Linked DNA regions of Pan troglodytes: region 2 is linked to region 1. A link is a contact called in public HiChIP or PLAC-seq data. All regions are on one chromosome and are shown on one strand. The core of a region is the stretch at or near the end of the contact, and the rest is flanking DNA. Distances in the headings are between cores, read along the strand shown. Region 1 holds the start of C15H15orf40 (chromosome 15 C15orf40 homolog). Region 2 holds the start of RPS17 (ribosomal protein S17).

What was found. HiChIP or PLAC-seq counts read pairs in DNA pulled down with a chosen protein or histone mark.
Region 2: an H3K4me3 HiChIP or PLAC-seq map of stem cell-derived excitatory neurons shows a contact between it and region 1, with 2.7 times the contacts expected there. The contact joins the promoter of RPS17 here to the promoter of C15H15orf40 in region 1. A contact is called at or near these places in 1 of 7 Hi-C or Micro-C datasets (stem cell-derived neural progenitor cells) and 1 of 1 datasets of contacts at active chromatin or transcription factors (stem cell-derived excitatory neurons).

The regions. Positions count from the first base shown.
Region 1 is chr16:75,606,604-75,609,303 of NHGRI_mPanTro3-v2.0_pri, reverse strand. C15H15orf40 (chromosome 15 C15orf40 homolog) reads right to left here and starts at 1,293. Exons shown (of 5, transcript XM_054667092.2): 1 at 1,142-1,293; 2 at 1-6. The coding sequence starts at 1,234.
Region 2 is chr16:76,067,676-76,070,375 of NHGRI_mPanTro3-v2.0_pri, reverse strand. RPS17 (ribosomal protein S17) reads right to left here and starts at 1,345. Exons shown (of 5, transcript NM_001322790.2): 1 at 1,302-1,345; 2 at 857-1,008. The coding sequence starts at 1,304.

The DNA of each region.
Region 1 (2,700 bases), core at 44-2,543:
TTTACCCTAAAATGACAACCACACAACTTTACAGGTTACAAAATATTTTCCCACACATTTAATTTGATTCTTCCACTACCCCCTTTCACCCTTAACAGACAAACTAGGCTCATCAGTGGTGTCCAGGGACTTCTGGCCACCTAGAACGCTTTTCCCACAACCTTCAAGGCTCTACTCAATTTTCCCACGAAGGGTTCCCATCAACCCAACAATGTTTTTTCCTCCCTTGCAAGAAAACCTAACTCTGGCTTCTAAACCTTAATGCTTGTTCCTCCCTCTGCTTTGTATTTCCAATTCCTTGGGGGCAGGGATTATTTATTATTCATCATTGTATCTCATGCAGTCGGAGCTAATAAATGTTGGTGAAAGTGTGTATGTCTGCATGTTGCGGGAAAGGGAGGAAAAAACAATAGTGCTTGATATTTAAAGGCCTGTTATGGGACAGGGGCTGTGCTAGGAACTTTGGTTCAACAAATATGTAGGCAATGGATATGTAAAGATGAAAAGGTACATGGTCCTTGCTCTCAAGGAGCTCGGACTGCTGCGAGGGAGAAAGAACATACAAAATTATAATACACTGTGCTAAGTGCACCGATGAGATAGGCACAGAACATTACCCCACAGGCAAATCAGCATTGGGGCACTGGAGAATGCTGCCAGCAGGAGGCAGTGCTTGAGCTGAGTCTGAGAAACGGACTGGGGTTGGCCAAACAAAGATGGTGGAAATGGGAGTGCTGTATTCTTGACAGAAGGGGTGCGATCAGCCAAAGCAAGGGAGGAGAAAGCAGAATACAGCCTCCTGGGGAAGCGCAGGTCATGCCGCTGCGGGAACATGAATTGCTGGACTGGGAGTGCGGGTAGGAGGCCAAAGGTCAGCACACGCAGCCCAAGGAGAGCTCGGCTGCCGCCGGGCCCAGCGCTCAGAAGTCACCGGGTGGACGGCAGCGCAGCCTACTGAGGCGGGGCGACGGCAGCAGGAGCCGCAGCTCTGGGGGTGGCGGCGGCTGTCCTGAGCCCCGGAACTGAGAGACGGCAAGCCGCTGGCAGTGCCTCCACTCACTCCCGGGCCCCGCTTCTCCCGCGCTCTTCAACAAGTACCCCTGAGGCCCACCCCTCTGCCGCCACGGGACCTGCTACTGGCCTTGGTCGTCGCACCAGCCTTCTTAGGCATCTCGGCGCGAAGAAGCCGAGCGGAGCCCCGAGTATTAGGTGTTGCCCGGAGGTGCCGCAGCATCCCCGCCTGGGAAGGCGCCGGAAGAGCCCTCTGCGCTTGCGCAGGTAGCCGGCAGGAGCGGCCCCAGCGCCCGGCACATCCGCTCTGGCCAGAGGGCGACACCTTAAGGCCGGCGGGAGCGAGTCTCGTGGCCGCAGAACATGCGCGAGCCTCTTTTGTTCTGGAACGGGCCGAGCCCCAGGAAGTGGAGCTGCGGAGCTGAGGCCTCACCGTGTCTTGGCCCACCCTGCTCAGCTGATAGGAAGGTGTGTCACCTCTGGTGTTCTTTCCTAATCGGGGAAAGAAAGGTATTGTCACTTCTCAGAATTGGAGAGCGCGGCAAGGAGTGCACAGGGCCAGGTGTCTTCTCGCTCCCACAGCCAAGCAGCAGATGCAGAGTCCCACGCACTGCCTGTGGCCATCAAGTCGATATAGAGCCTCGTGGCGGCTTGGCCCTTGTGAATCTTCCACGTATCGATGGCGCACCTACCTTGTGCCAGGCGCAGCGGATCCCACAATGTAAAAGAAGAGGAAATACACTGCGACATGTGATACGGCGAGACATGAAACAAATCAGCAGAGGCAAGATCATGGAGTCACTGAAGGCTTTCAAGCAAGGGATTAGCAGCCCAATTTGTTGGGTTTTAGAAAGACACCGGCTGCACTGTGGCCGACAGAGGAAAAGCCAGAGACAGGGAGATCCGCCCCCTAAATGGGAGAGAGTGGCCTGAACTAGAGTAACCGCAGGGAGGGTGGAGCGCTGATCATTTCAAGGATCTTCAGGAACTGAAATGATCAGAACTTGGGAATGACTGCATGTGCGAATAAGGGGGAAGAGTCAAGGAAATGCCCAGGTTTGGGGCCCAAGGAACAGGTTTGGGAGGCCGAGGTGAGGAGTTCAGCTTTGGACATAATGAGTTTGAGATGCCCACAGGACATCCAAATACAAATATTAAAGGGGTAACTGAATATATGTGACTGGAGTTTGCGAAATCAAGGCTGGTGATAGAGATTCTGGAATCTTCTGAAAGCAGATGGCAATTGAAGCTATGGAAATGGATGAGAGAGTGTGTAAAGAGCACGAGGGCCCAGGTTAGAACAGCAAGGGCAGGTAGAGAAGTCACCAAAGGACACTGACCAGGTAGGAGTACGGTGTAACGGCAGCTAAAGAAGGGCGCTTCAAGAGGGAACATCAACAGTGATGAACACTCTGGAGAGAACATGTCACATGTAACGACTGAGAAGTGGCCACAAGATTTAGAAATCAGGGTGGTGTTGGTGACCCGGGCTACAGCAGTTTTAGTGGAGAGAAGGAAATGGAGATAATTGTAGAGAATAATCCAGTGACTTCACTGTGAAGGAGCAATTGGTATCTGGAGGGGCACATGACATTCAGAGACTTATTTTTATCATATTTGAAGATTGGTAGGAAAGAGCCAGGAGAAGAGAGGTTACAGCAGAGGACGGTTCCTGAAGAGGTAGGATCT
Region 2 (2,700 bases), core at 96-2,595, 460 kb before region 1:
TCCTACACATAGAACCTCCACTGGCCTGAGCATTCCTTCCCTTTGGTTTCTCACTCTCTATTCAAACTCTCCTTCATGATGATCAAGCGCCCCACCCCCCACTCGCCCCGCCCCGCCCCGCAGTTTCACGACCCTTCACAGCCTTCATTTTCTTCCAATTTCAAATTCACATAACTTGGCAATTAATACGTTGACTTTGGCACTATTCTTCCAGGCCATATGCCTATAAATCTCTCGAACAGTAACTGCAACTGTGAAGTAAGCATTAGAAGTTGACATCCAGCTGGGCGAGGTGGCTCACGCCTGTAATCCCAGCAATTTGGGAGGCCGAGGCGGGCGGATCGCTTGAGGTCAGGTGTTCGAGACCAGCCTGGTCAACATTGTGAAACCCTGTTGTCTACTAAAAATACAAAAATTAGCCAAGTGTGGTAGCACGTGCCTCTAATCCCAGCTACTGGGAAGGCTGAGGCATGACAATCGCTTGAACCCGGGAGACGGAGGTTGCAGTGAGCCGAGATGGCGCCACTGCACTCTAGCCTGGGCGCCAGGGCAAGATTCCGTCTCAAAAAAAAGAAAAAAAAAAGAAAGAAAAAAGTTGACAACTAAAAGCAACGTAGCTTCAAAGCAAGAGGTCTGACGGTGGCTACCTTCGACCCAGGGTCACCGCGGCCAGTCATGACACAAGCCTAGGTTCACAAGAGAAATCCTGCACACGCAAAGCTCTAGCCCTTCTCCGGGACACCAGGGAGTCTCAGGCTAACGAAACCACCAAGGCACCGTCTCTTCCCGAGTCGGAGGGCGGCAGAGCACACAGACAGACCGCGGAGCCCCGGAGGCCGAGGAAGGCCCGACTCACCCTGCTATCTTGTTGCGGAGCTTTTTGCTGGGGATAATGGCGATCTCCTCGCACACGCGCTTGTTCGTGTGGAAGTCGTTGCCCAGGCGCGTGTAGTATTTCTCTATGATGACCCGGGCCGCCTTCTTCACGGTTTTGGTGCGAACGCGGCCCTGCGGGTGGAGAGGACAGGATCACTCACGAGCCAGCGCAACCTTCTGGGAAGAGTGCGGCGCCGAGCCCCGGCCGGTGTGGTTGGGGACCGCCGGCTGCGCTGAGCCGGAGAGGGCCCGGCTAAACAGTGCCGGGCGCCGGGCTTAATGCGGAAGCCGCCGGCCCGTTGCGCTCCAGCCTGACAGGGCTCTGCGCCTTCCCGGCCCAGGGCCTCTCTGTGGGCTGAGGACCGCGGGAAGCTGCAGATGGGGGACGATTGTGGAGGATGGCGGCCTCGAGCCACAACACCTACCATGTTGGCGGGTCCCTGGTAAAAGAGGAAACAGGAAGCACAGGCGAAGCCTGTTAAAGCTTAGGCCAGAAAGCCGCTTCCGCCCGGCCACGGTCGCTCTGAGCCTACTCGGGAGCCACACAGCGCCCCCTGGCGGAGTGGAGCGGGGCGGCGGCGGCGCGCCCCTCCGGTGGGCCGGTGTCTGTCCCGCCCCCGACGGCTCCTCCCTTTCCGCTCCCCGCTCTCCTCGGTTGACTTGGGCTCGCTTCTCTCCCCCATCTGATTTTTAATGGGACCGCCTGTGCCATGTGCTCTAGCGTAGCGTCCATCTCTTCCACACACGCCAGGGAGAGGAGAAGCGTCCGGTCCTCGGGAGGACCGAGAAAGGAAGGCGATCCAGGGCCGTGGAACAATGAGGAAGTGGGGGATGGCGGCCGCCCAGGTCCCCCACTCAGTCCGCGGGCCGGAGACTTGTCAGGTAGAGACAGGGTGCGACTGGGCGAGACGTATCTCATTTCTTCCGGGCCTTTGCTCAAATGTCGCCTTATCAGAGGGCTTTCCCTTCAAACTTAGGTAAAATAACTCCCTCACTATCCCTGCTTATATTTCCTAGCACTTGCCGTGTGATTCGGCTTATTTTTCTCAACTAGGGGTGAGCTCCATGACAGTAATGGTCATTTTGTTTAGCTAATTCCCAGTGCTTGAACAGCGCCTAGCACGTAACAACCTCTAACATTGACGTGAAGGGCCCAGCTCACCAGCAGAGCTCCCAACACCTCAGGCACCTTCTCCATCCACTATCTTCAGGCTGTTCCTGCCACACCCATCCTCAAACCAGGGCCTTCCGAAGCCACCAGCGCAGGCTGCCCCGATGGGCCGCAGCCTAGGTAGGGCCCTGCCCCCTTCTTCCAACTCTGCTCCCTGGGCTGACAGCAATCCTAGGCTCCCACCTGACAGGGGAAGGCTGAGCTGGCCAGGCTGGATGAGTTAAACCCAGGGCTGTGCCTCATTCCTCAACGCACCTTGGGTACTCCAGTCGGACTCTCAACTGATTGGGGATGGAAACCTGAAGGACAGGAAACCCTGGCAGCAAAAAGTAGCAATGGGACAAAAGAAAAGGCCAGAATCTCAGAACTGCGGGAGCAAACTTCCAGTCAAGCTGCTGTCAGGCCCGAAGTGAAAGATCAGGGTTTTTTCTGTTTTTGTTTTTGTTTTTGAGACGGAGTCTTGCTGTCGCCCAGGCTGGAGTGCAGTGGCGCGATCTCGGCTCACTGCAACCTCTGCCTCCCAAGTTCAAGCGATTCTCCTGCCTCAGCCTCCCAAGTAGCTGGGATTACAGGCGTGCGCCACCACGCCCGGCTAATTTTTGTTTTTGGTTTTTTTTTTTAGTAGAGATGGGGTTTTGCCATTTTGGCCAGGC